Linked DNA regions of Sus scrofa: region 2 is linked to region 1. A link is a contact called in public Hi-C data. All regions are on one chromosome and are shown on one strand. Each heading gives the region's core, a stretch centred on a gene start, on an enhancer-like site or on the middle of the called end of the contact. The rest is flanking DNA. Distances are from core to core; before and after follow the strand shown. Region 1 holds the start of LOC106504796 (basic proline-rich protein-like). Region 2 has its middle 35 kb from the start of SEPT9.

Region 1 (4,113 bases), core at 791-3,290:
GGGTGGTCATAGTCCCCACCCATCAACGTGTCCCTCCTGGGTGACTTTGGTGTGAACGGCGGGGACTGGGAGCCTGACTGCCTGGGTTCGAATTCTGGCCCTGCCATCTTGACCTGAGGCCTGGGGCTGGTCGCCTCTCGGTGCCTCAGTGTCCCGGTATGGACCAGTTCCCTCTTCTGCGGGGAGGGTGGGCGGAAGGGCCTGGAGCGCCGTGGCTCCGCCCGGAAGGCTGATGCTTTGTTACTACAGTTACTATCAGTGTCGAGCTGTGCACACCGTGAGTGCTTCGTACCCGCTAGGGGTTCTTCTTACCCACTTCTGCGCGCCCTCCTGTGCCGCCCGCTTTCCAGGCGGACCGGCCCGCGATGATTTATTTGCTGGAGTAACTGGAAGAGAGAAGGGCCTGGAGCCTGAGCCCCGAGGAGCGGGGCGGGGCGGCGGAGGGGCCGTGGCCGTGGCCGCAGCACAGAGAGGAGGCAGGAAGGCCCTGGGGTAGGACGGAGCAGTGTCCCCCAAGGTCCTGGTGCTCTGGGGCAGAGGCGGCAGGGATCTGCCAACTCCACGTCATGAAATCAGAAAGGCCTTGACCCTCGGTGTGGAGCAAGATACGGGATCTTAGTCTACCTCCAGCGGGCAGAGAGTTTTCCAGAGCCAGCAAACGGTGGATGTTTCTCTTGGAAGCTGGCAGGGAGCTCCTGATGACCTTCGACCAGATGGGGGGCGGGTGTGGTCAGTGGAAAAGTATACCGACGCCATTTGTTGAGTCCACAAATGTTTATTATCTTAAAAATAAAATACACACAGACATGAACACACATGTCCATCTGGGGCCTTTCTTCGCTGTGCCCCAGGCTTTATTCCCCACCCGCAAATATCTGAGAGTTCCTGGTCCCGAATCCTCTTATCCTGAGGGTCGGGGTGGCCCCGTGAGAGTGAGAGCCCCCTGCGCTGGGTCAGGTGCGGGCCGTGAAGCCTGGAGCAGGGGGTGCGGTGGGTCTGCCCGCTGCGGTGTAGCCAGATGGCTCTGTCCTGTGTGAGTAGAGGGCCAGTGCGGGTGGGCGCTCGGGGGCACGGGTCCCCAGGAACACATTTCAGGTGACCTCCCACCCCTGGCACGCGGCAGGCCGGGCTGCTGTTTGCTCCTCACGCCCGGTCCCCTGCTGGAAGAGGTGGCATCCACGATCGCACGCGTTGGAGCCCCTGGCTCGCGGGTCGGGCTGTCCCCAGGGCACGTGGGAGTGGGTGGGCTTGCCCAGGAGTGGACATAGGTGGTGATGGAGCAGCCGGGCTCCACTGAGAGTCCCGCTGCAGGGCAGCCTCTCATGGGTCCAGGGCTGGGGCCTGGGCTGGCCCTGCCCTGCTGACGGCGGGGGGTGGGGGGCGGCCCTGCCCGCTTGGGCCTGCTGACCAGCTGGCCTCCGGCACTGCCCACTCTGCCCCACTGAGGTCTCCAGATGCCCTGCCCAAAGCTCTCTCCTTCTCGGGGCTCCCTGAGCTGGCAGACTGCAGGTTCGGTTCTGGGTGGCCTCAGCTCAGCTGGGCCCTGGCCATCATTTGAGATCCATGGTCCTGCCTTCTGGACTGTGCTGTGGGACAGGCCGCGTGGGGCATGTGGACTGAGACGAGGCCCTTGTGGCTGGGGGGTTAGAAGCAGAAAGTTGACCAAGGAGACCACGGCGGGGTCATGGGGAAGGCTGGCTGTCACCTCCGAGGGAGCTAGGGGGTGGCCAGCCCCTCCCTGCCTCTGAGCCCCCCAGTGGCCTAGTTAGTGGGGGAGGTAACACCTGTAGTCGCTGATGTCACTGGTGACCCCAGGGCATGCCTGATTCCTGATGCGACCCCTGTGACTTCTGCCCTACACAGTCCAGCAGCCCAGCCCAGGAGGGGACTCTATTTTCACCCCCAGGATGGCCCCTCCTCCTTAGTTCCGGTCTAACGGGCAGGCCTTCCTGAGGCCCGGGGCTCCCTGCCAGCTCACCTGCTGACTAATGCCCAGCTGGTGCCTGATAGGAAGAGCAGGCTCGGTGAGGACCCAGGGCTCAGGTTACAGAGGCTTGAGACACCTCCTGAAACAGGGCCCTGCAGCCGCCGCCTCCACCATCTGCTTGGATTTCAGGCACCACCGCCCCAAGTCCCTGCGAGGTGAGTTAGGGCTGGGTGCCCCAGGACCTGGGCGCCGTGGTTTTCCGGAGTGGGGCGTGGCTGGGGAGGCTGCGATGGGGGGAGGAGGAGCTAGGCTGGCGGGGGAGGGACAGCCCCACTTCTTCCTGTGGTGGCCGTGGGGGTGGTGGCTGGCCACTCCCGCCTCTTTCTCTTTCGGGAGGGTGGCTGCAGGACGGCCGCGGGGATGAGCTGGTGCAGGGACGGGACCACAAATCCCTGTCCCAGCTCTGCGGGGAGGGGGTGGTTTATTTAGCGGCTCAGCAAGCAGGCTTTCTGTTCAGGAGAGAGGGCCTGGGTCAGCGAGTTGGAAACCGCGGATTTCCTTGATATTTAATTTAGCAGCAAGTTTGCCTCCGCCCAAGTCCTCGCACCTTACCTGTGCTTGTTCCGGGCAGGTGGTTGTGCTCTGCTCTCTGCAGGTGGCAGGGTCCCCTGGCCCGTGGTCTTAGTGCCTGGGCCCCTGGCCCCCATGTTGAACGGACGCTCCACCTGAGCCTTCGAGCCCGGCCAGACCTCAGGCTCTGGGGCGGGTGATACTGTTTGGACCCAGAAGGTCCGAGAACGTTGAGATGTGCAGCCACCCAGATGAGGCTTGGTGGGGCTGAGGCCCCTTCCCGTGGCGTGGCCCGTGGGGCCTTGGGTGGGCCCTCTTGCTGGCCCTTCCTTCCTCCTGCCTGTCCAGACTCCTCTCTTGGTGCCCCTCCCTCGCCCCTGGGCTGACCAGACGCTGCGGGCATCTTCCCTTCCGGAGGGGACTCGGCACTGGGGGAGTCTCCAGTCCAGATCCCTGTGGGGGCACCTGGGGAAATCCTTGTCTCAGGCTGAGTACTTGATGATAACGAGCCCACCAGGGTCAGGCTAGCTTCTGGACACTCATCCCATTTTCCAGGTGAGGACGTCGAGGCACTGGGAGCTCCCGTCAGTTGCCTGAGGCCCCACAGTTGGTGGCAGTTTGTATGTGAACTGTGTGTGTGGCGCTCGCCTGCACTGTGCCCAGGGCTGGGGCCCGGGGCCTGGGCTGCATCCCTGCCCCGGAGCTTAGGCTGGAATGGGGGGGAGCCCAAGGTGCCGTGGAAAGATGAGACGGAAGAAAGGTCCAGTTGGGAAGGAGCGGCCCGGTGTTTCTCCTCTTCTCCCAGCCGCTCAGCTGCCCTGGTGTTTGGAACAAGATGGTGCTGGTCTGGGATGAGTGGGAACAGATTGGAAGTCCTGTTTCTTCCCCATCACAGCTGCCACCAGCCCAGCCCAGCCCAGCTCAGCCCAGCCCAGCCCAGCCCACACAGCCCACCCAGCCCAGCCCCCCCAGCCCAGCCCAGCCCAGCCCAGCCCACACAGCCCACCCAGCCCAGCCCAGCCCAGCCCAGCCCACACAGCCCAGCCCAGCCCAGCTCAGCCCAGCCCAGCCCAGCCCACACAGCCCACCCAGCCCAGCCCTCCCCAGCCCAGCCCAGCCTGTCTGTCTCATCTCCCTCCTCTATTCTGTCTCCCTAGACCAGCTGGGAGGACCAGCAGTTGGGAGAACCTGCAGGAGATGCTCTGGCCGCCGGGCGGGGCTGGGGTCGGGGTGCCTTCTTGGTTGGGAAGGGGCTGAAGTAAGCCCTCCCTGTTTGTGGTCTCCTGGGTGGCAGAGGAAGAGGGGGAGACCCTGGGCCGTGGCCCCTGCCTGCGGGGTTTGCTCCCTGGCCCTGGAGCCGGTCCCCGCGGGCCCCAGAGCCTGCTGTCCTTGTGCAGAGCATCTGCAGGCTCGCCCCAGGCTCTCCATCTCTCTCTGGAGCTTGGAGTGGTTCCTCCATCTGCCCGATTGTGCGGAGCCAGGCGCTGTGATGGGCAGGCGAGGGATGGTTGGACGTGGGCTTCTCTCCCTGGGGGCTTCCTCTCCCTCGGCGCACGAGGGTGCAGGTCGGACGTAGGTGAGCCTTCCTCCCGGGGTTGGCTGGGCTCTTGCTGGCC
Region 2 (4,113 bases), core at 850-3,349, 70 kb before region 1:
AGCTCCGATTAGACCCCTAGCCTGGGAGCTTCCCTATGTTGCAGGTGCGGCCCTGAAAAGAAAAGAAAATTAAGAAAAAAAAAAAAAAAGAGAGAGAGAGAGAGAGAAAGCAAGAAAGAAGGCCATGTTTCCAAGGAGGCAGAGGTGGAGGACAGGCAAACCTGGCCCACAGGGCAGCCGGGAGGCACAGCGGCTATTGACAGTTCAATTATTTCTTTAACGCAAATTGAAAACTCCGGTTCCGGGCAGCACGGGAACAGTGTAAGCTCTCCGCAGCCACACGTGGCGCCGTACTGGACCTGGCAGCTACGTAGCATTTGCCTCCGTGCAGAGGGTTTTGCTGGGCAGGGCTGGTCCGGATGCACCTGCACCCTGGATCCTCTAGGTTGTTGTGCGTCCGGCAAGCCTTCCCCGGCTGCCTACTGAGCAGGCAGGCTGTTGGCGTCCCAGCAGACACCAGCTCTTTGGGGGTTCTTCAGAATTCTGGAGAGTTTAAACGCAGGGGCCTTGGGGCAGATTCTACCAAGGACCCTGGTTCCATAAGGGACGGATGGCTGAGTGCAAGGACCGTTAGCCGTGGCATTTGGCCCCGTCTGGGCTGCTTGTCTCCCTTGTCTAGATTCCCTTCCACACTGACCTGGAAGAACTCCCAAAGCAACAGGCCGGCCCAGGCTGTTTGCACCAGTAAACCCTGCAGCCGTCCCAAGAGCACAGAGTAGCCGGATCGTATTTATTTAGGAACAGCCGAAACTTGAGGCACAATAAAAAGTGGAGCGAAGATTCCAGAGAGGAATGCAGCCGGCCCCAGGCCCGGAATTCGTCTTGCTCTGGGAGGTTGAAGGCGGCCAGACTGGGGCCGGCCCTGGAGGGTCTCGGCCGGCTGCCCGCTCTGCTGGCAGGTACAGTAGCAGTGGCTGCGGGAGGGTCAGCGGGCCGGGCCGGGGGAATGGAGCTGCTTTATTTTTAACTCAGGGAGGCAGACTTCGGGGCTTGAGTCTGGGGATGAGCAGGAAATGAAGGGGAAAGGCACTTTTTAAAGAGAGAGATAGGCGCCCGCTATAGCTGGAAGCTAATTGTAGACAAGTGGCAGGTACCTCTACCAGTCCTGAGGGGAGCGGGAGGTGGGAGGTGGCCCAAGATCCGAACCCAGAGCCCAGGAAAGTGTCCCCTTGGGTGATTCCTCTCCCCCCTCCTTCTCACAGGCCCCTCCCTGGAAGGCTCCAGGAACAAGGCTGTGCCCCTCTCGGCAACCCCTTCCTGGGTCCCCTGCTGCCTGGGTCAGAATCTCCTGGAGCTCTAGCCCCCTTTCTGTGCTGCTGGGCACCCCCCAACCCAGGCCTCCCTTGGAAGTCAGGGCTCACTGGGGTGGTCTCTTACTTTTGTGTCCCCCTACCAGCTGGATGCTTTGTGGACGGGGTGGGGCAGTGTCTTTAAAGATAAAGCAGGCCTCATTCTTCCTCCTTACCCTGCAGCTGGGCCCTCCCGCTGGTGACAGCGACATCAAAAAGAAGGTGGGCCGGGAGTATGCAGATCACAGGTTCAGGTCTGTGTGGGGGGGGGGGGAAGGACAGAGGTACTGCCTTTAGATCAGTCTGGAGGGGGCTGCTAGGCAGTGGTGCCCACCCCAGGATGTGGGCAGGCTGGGGTGGCTGGGAGCGGGGGCTTGCTGGCTGGCACAGCAGGGCTCCCCAAAGCTGGGGCCTGGGGGTTCCTGCCTCCCCCTCCCCCGCCACCGCCCCGCCGAAGGCAGGTGTTGGTTCAGTTTGGAAAGTGCCGGGTTAAAAAGCCAGCCCCTCCCTGGAACCACTCCCTGGAACCACTCTCTGGTTTTCTGTGCTACGTGCGAAGAGCTGGACAAAGTTTTACAAAACCGCAGAGCTCTGCTGGAGGGAGGAGCCACGTGGGGAGCCCCCTTTGGGGACTCAGGCCAGGATTCAGTTGCCCCCTGAGTGGCCGGTGCTGGGGACACGGCGTGGACTCAGTGAACACTGCGGGTCGGCTGCGCCCTTCTCTCACTCTCCGGCTCACCCCGCCTCTGCGTCCAGCCTCGGCTCAGCTCATGAACTAACACGGCCAATGGGGGCTGCCAGGTTTTTGGTTTCAAATGATCCCCCGCTTGCGCCAGCATGCTTGGAGTTTTAGGCATGGTTGGGAATGGACATTGAGCCAGACTGTGCCGGGCTGGGGTGGGGGAGGGAAAGCCCAGGGTCAAAGCTGTGCTCAGCAGCTGCACCAACCACAGCAAGAAAATCCAGCGCCTGTGCAGCAGCCAGCGCCCGCGGGAGGTAGTCGGGGTGGCAGGCTCCTCGGCCTGGCCCAGCCTGCTGTCCTCCTCCCCACGCCCCCCATGGCCTGGCCTGGGTCTGCCAGCTCCTGGGGCCTTCCTGGACCTGCTCCCTGCAGCGGGAATTGGTACTGGGGAGTCCCCTATGGCATTAGAGGGGTTTCTTCTTTATACGTGTTCTATAGTTGCTAAATTTAATACACTGCATATATACTACATTTATAATCAGATAAGACAATAGGATTTTATTTTTTCGAAATCAGAAAAGAGGTTAAATCAGTCAAAACCCTTTCATGATTCCCATTGTTCTAACTCAGCGCCTGTCGGGGGTTGGTGGAATGCGATGTTTTAGAATGAAGTGAAATCATACAGGGGGGTCTGTGGTGCCTCTTGGAGAGTCCTGTGGCGGCTGTGACAAATGACCGCCACCTTGGTGGCTTAAATCAACAGAAATCTGTCCTCTCACAGTTCTGGAGGCCGGAAGTCTGAAGTCCAGGTCGCAGCAGGGCCTGTTCCCCCCAGAGGCTCTGGGGGAGAAGCTGTTCCCTGCCTCTTCCAGTTTCTGGGGGCCGCCCGCCTTCTGGGCTTGTGGCTTGTCCCTCTAGTCTTCAAGGCCAGCATCTTCAGTCTCTCTGCTCTGTCTGTGCACCCCTCGTGTGTGTGTGTGTGGCAGGGGGATCTCCCTCTGCCCCCTCTTCGGAGATGGCGTTAAGGACCCAGGACAGTCTCATGATCCTTCATTTAATTCCACCTGCAACTGGACTCTTTCTCCACATAAGGTCGCGTTGACAGGTGCTGGGGTTAGGCGGTGAGAACTCTGGGGCCGTTATTCAGCCTCCCGCAGTGCCCCCAGAGCCCCTGGGTCCTCCTTGGCTGGATCTCTGTCCCCACCTTCCCTCGCAGCATAGGCAGCTGTCCTCCAGGCTCTGCTGGGGGTGGGGGTTGCTGTTTGGTGTCTCCCGGAAGATGTCACCCCCACCTCCTCGCAGCTGCCCCGTACACACTCACAAGAAGATGCCATGCTACCTAGGAGATTGCTTTGGGGACTGAGCCTGGTCAAGAGGGGACAAGGACTTTGTGCCATCCAACAGAGAACTGTGCATGGGCCTCTTGTGACACAGCCCATGTGACTGTGGGGCGGGAGGGACTGCAAACTCAGAGGCCACCTGGGGGAGGGGCCGGCAAATAATGAAAATGAGTCAAGGGACTGTGGGAACCACAGCAAACCAGAAAACGTGGCTTCATCTAAAGGGGTAGCACCCTTCCAACCAGCCCGGTAGGCTCGTCCGGGCAGGAAGCTCCGTCCACGTGGCCGTATGCCCTCCCTTTCCCGAGAGAAGCGGAAAACCTGGAGCCCTCGGTGAAATTGCCCACGCGCCCGACTTTGGCACGAATGCGCGTTTTCTTTGAACAGGGTCAGGCGAAGAAAACCCGTTTCTGTGTCTCAGGCAGAGGGCTGCCAGTTTGAACCCTCGCGGTGAAGGAAGCTTAAAGACAGAGGGGATCCCCCCAACCCGCCCCCCCAGCCCAGCCCCCAGCCCAGCCCCCAGTCCTCACTCTGACCACGTGCTGGCCCCTCATGTCGCCAGGTGAACCACGGGGAGCAGCACTGAGCCCCCAGCCTGGCCTGGCCCCGTGTCCCCGCCCAGAGAGGCGCTGAGTCTGGGGAAGTCGGTGGCAAAGGAGCTGCGCTCGCTCCCCGGGACAGCTGGAGACTCACTGACTCATGAGCGTGTGGTAGGAATCTTCCAGGAAGTCTCCATCCCTCGCTCCCTCCACTTGGGCGGGACGGCCAGCTGCCTCTGTCACCGCGGCTGAAGGGACACCCG

Evidence for each region. A called contact is a pair of places that touch in the nucleus more often than the background predicts.
Region 2: a Hi-C map of liver shows a contact between it and region 1, with 7 times the contacts expected there. The contact joins the enhancer-like site here to the promoter of LOC106504796 in region 1. A contact is called at or near these places in 11 of 47 Hi-C or Micro-C datasets (alveolar macrophages, blood, embryonic fibroblasts and 6 more) and 2 of 2 datasets of contacts at active chromatin or transcription factors (alveolar macrophages and skeletal muscle).

The regions. Positions count from the first base shown.
Region 1 is chr12:4,309,873-4,313,985 of Sscrofa11.1, reverse strand. It overlaps LOC106504796 (basic proline-rich protein-like), which reads left to right and starts at 2,040. Exons shown (of 2, transcript XR_002336965.1): 1 at 2,040-2,142. All of the region lies in intron 3 of SEPT9 (septin-9), which reads left to right.
Region 2 is chr12:4,380,332-4,384,444 of Sscrofa11.1, reverse strand. No RefSeq gene overlaps it. Among named protein-coding and RNA genes, the nearest start is that of SEPT9, 35 kb to the right of the region's middle. Within about 2 kb of position 2,099, at least 8 of the 83 cell types and tissues checked have an H3K27ac peak or open chromatin away from gene starts, as enhancers often do. A contact at or near this core is called in fetal liver, liver and skeletal muscle, where this site is marked.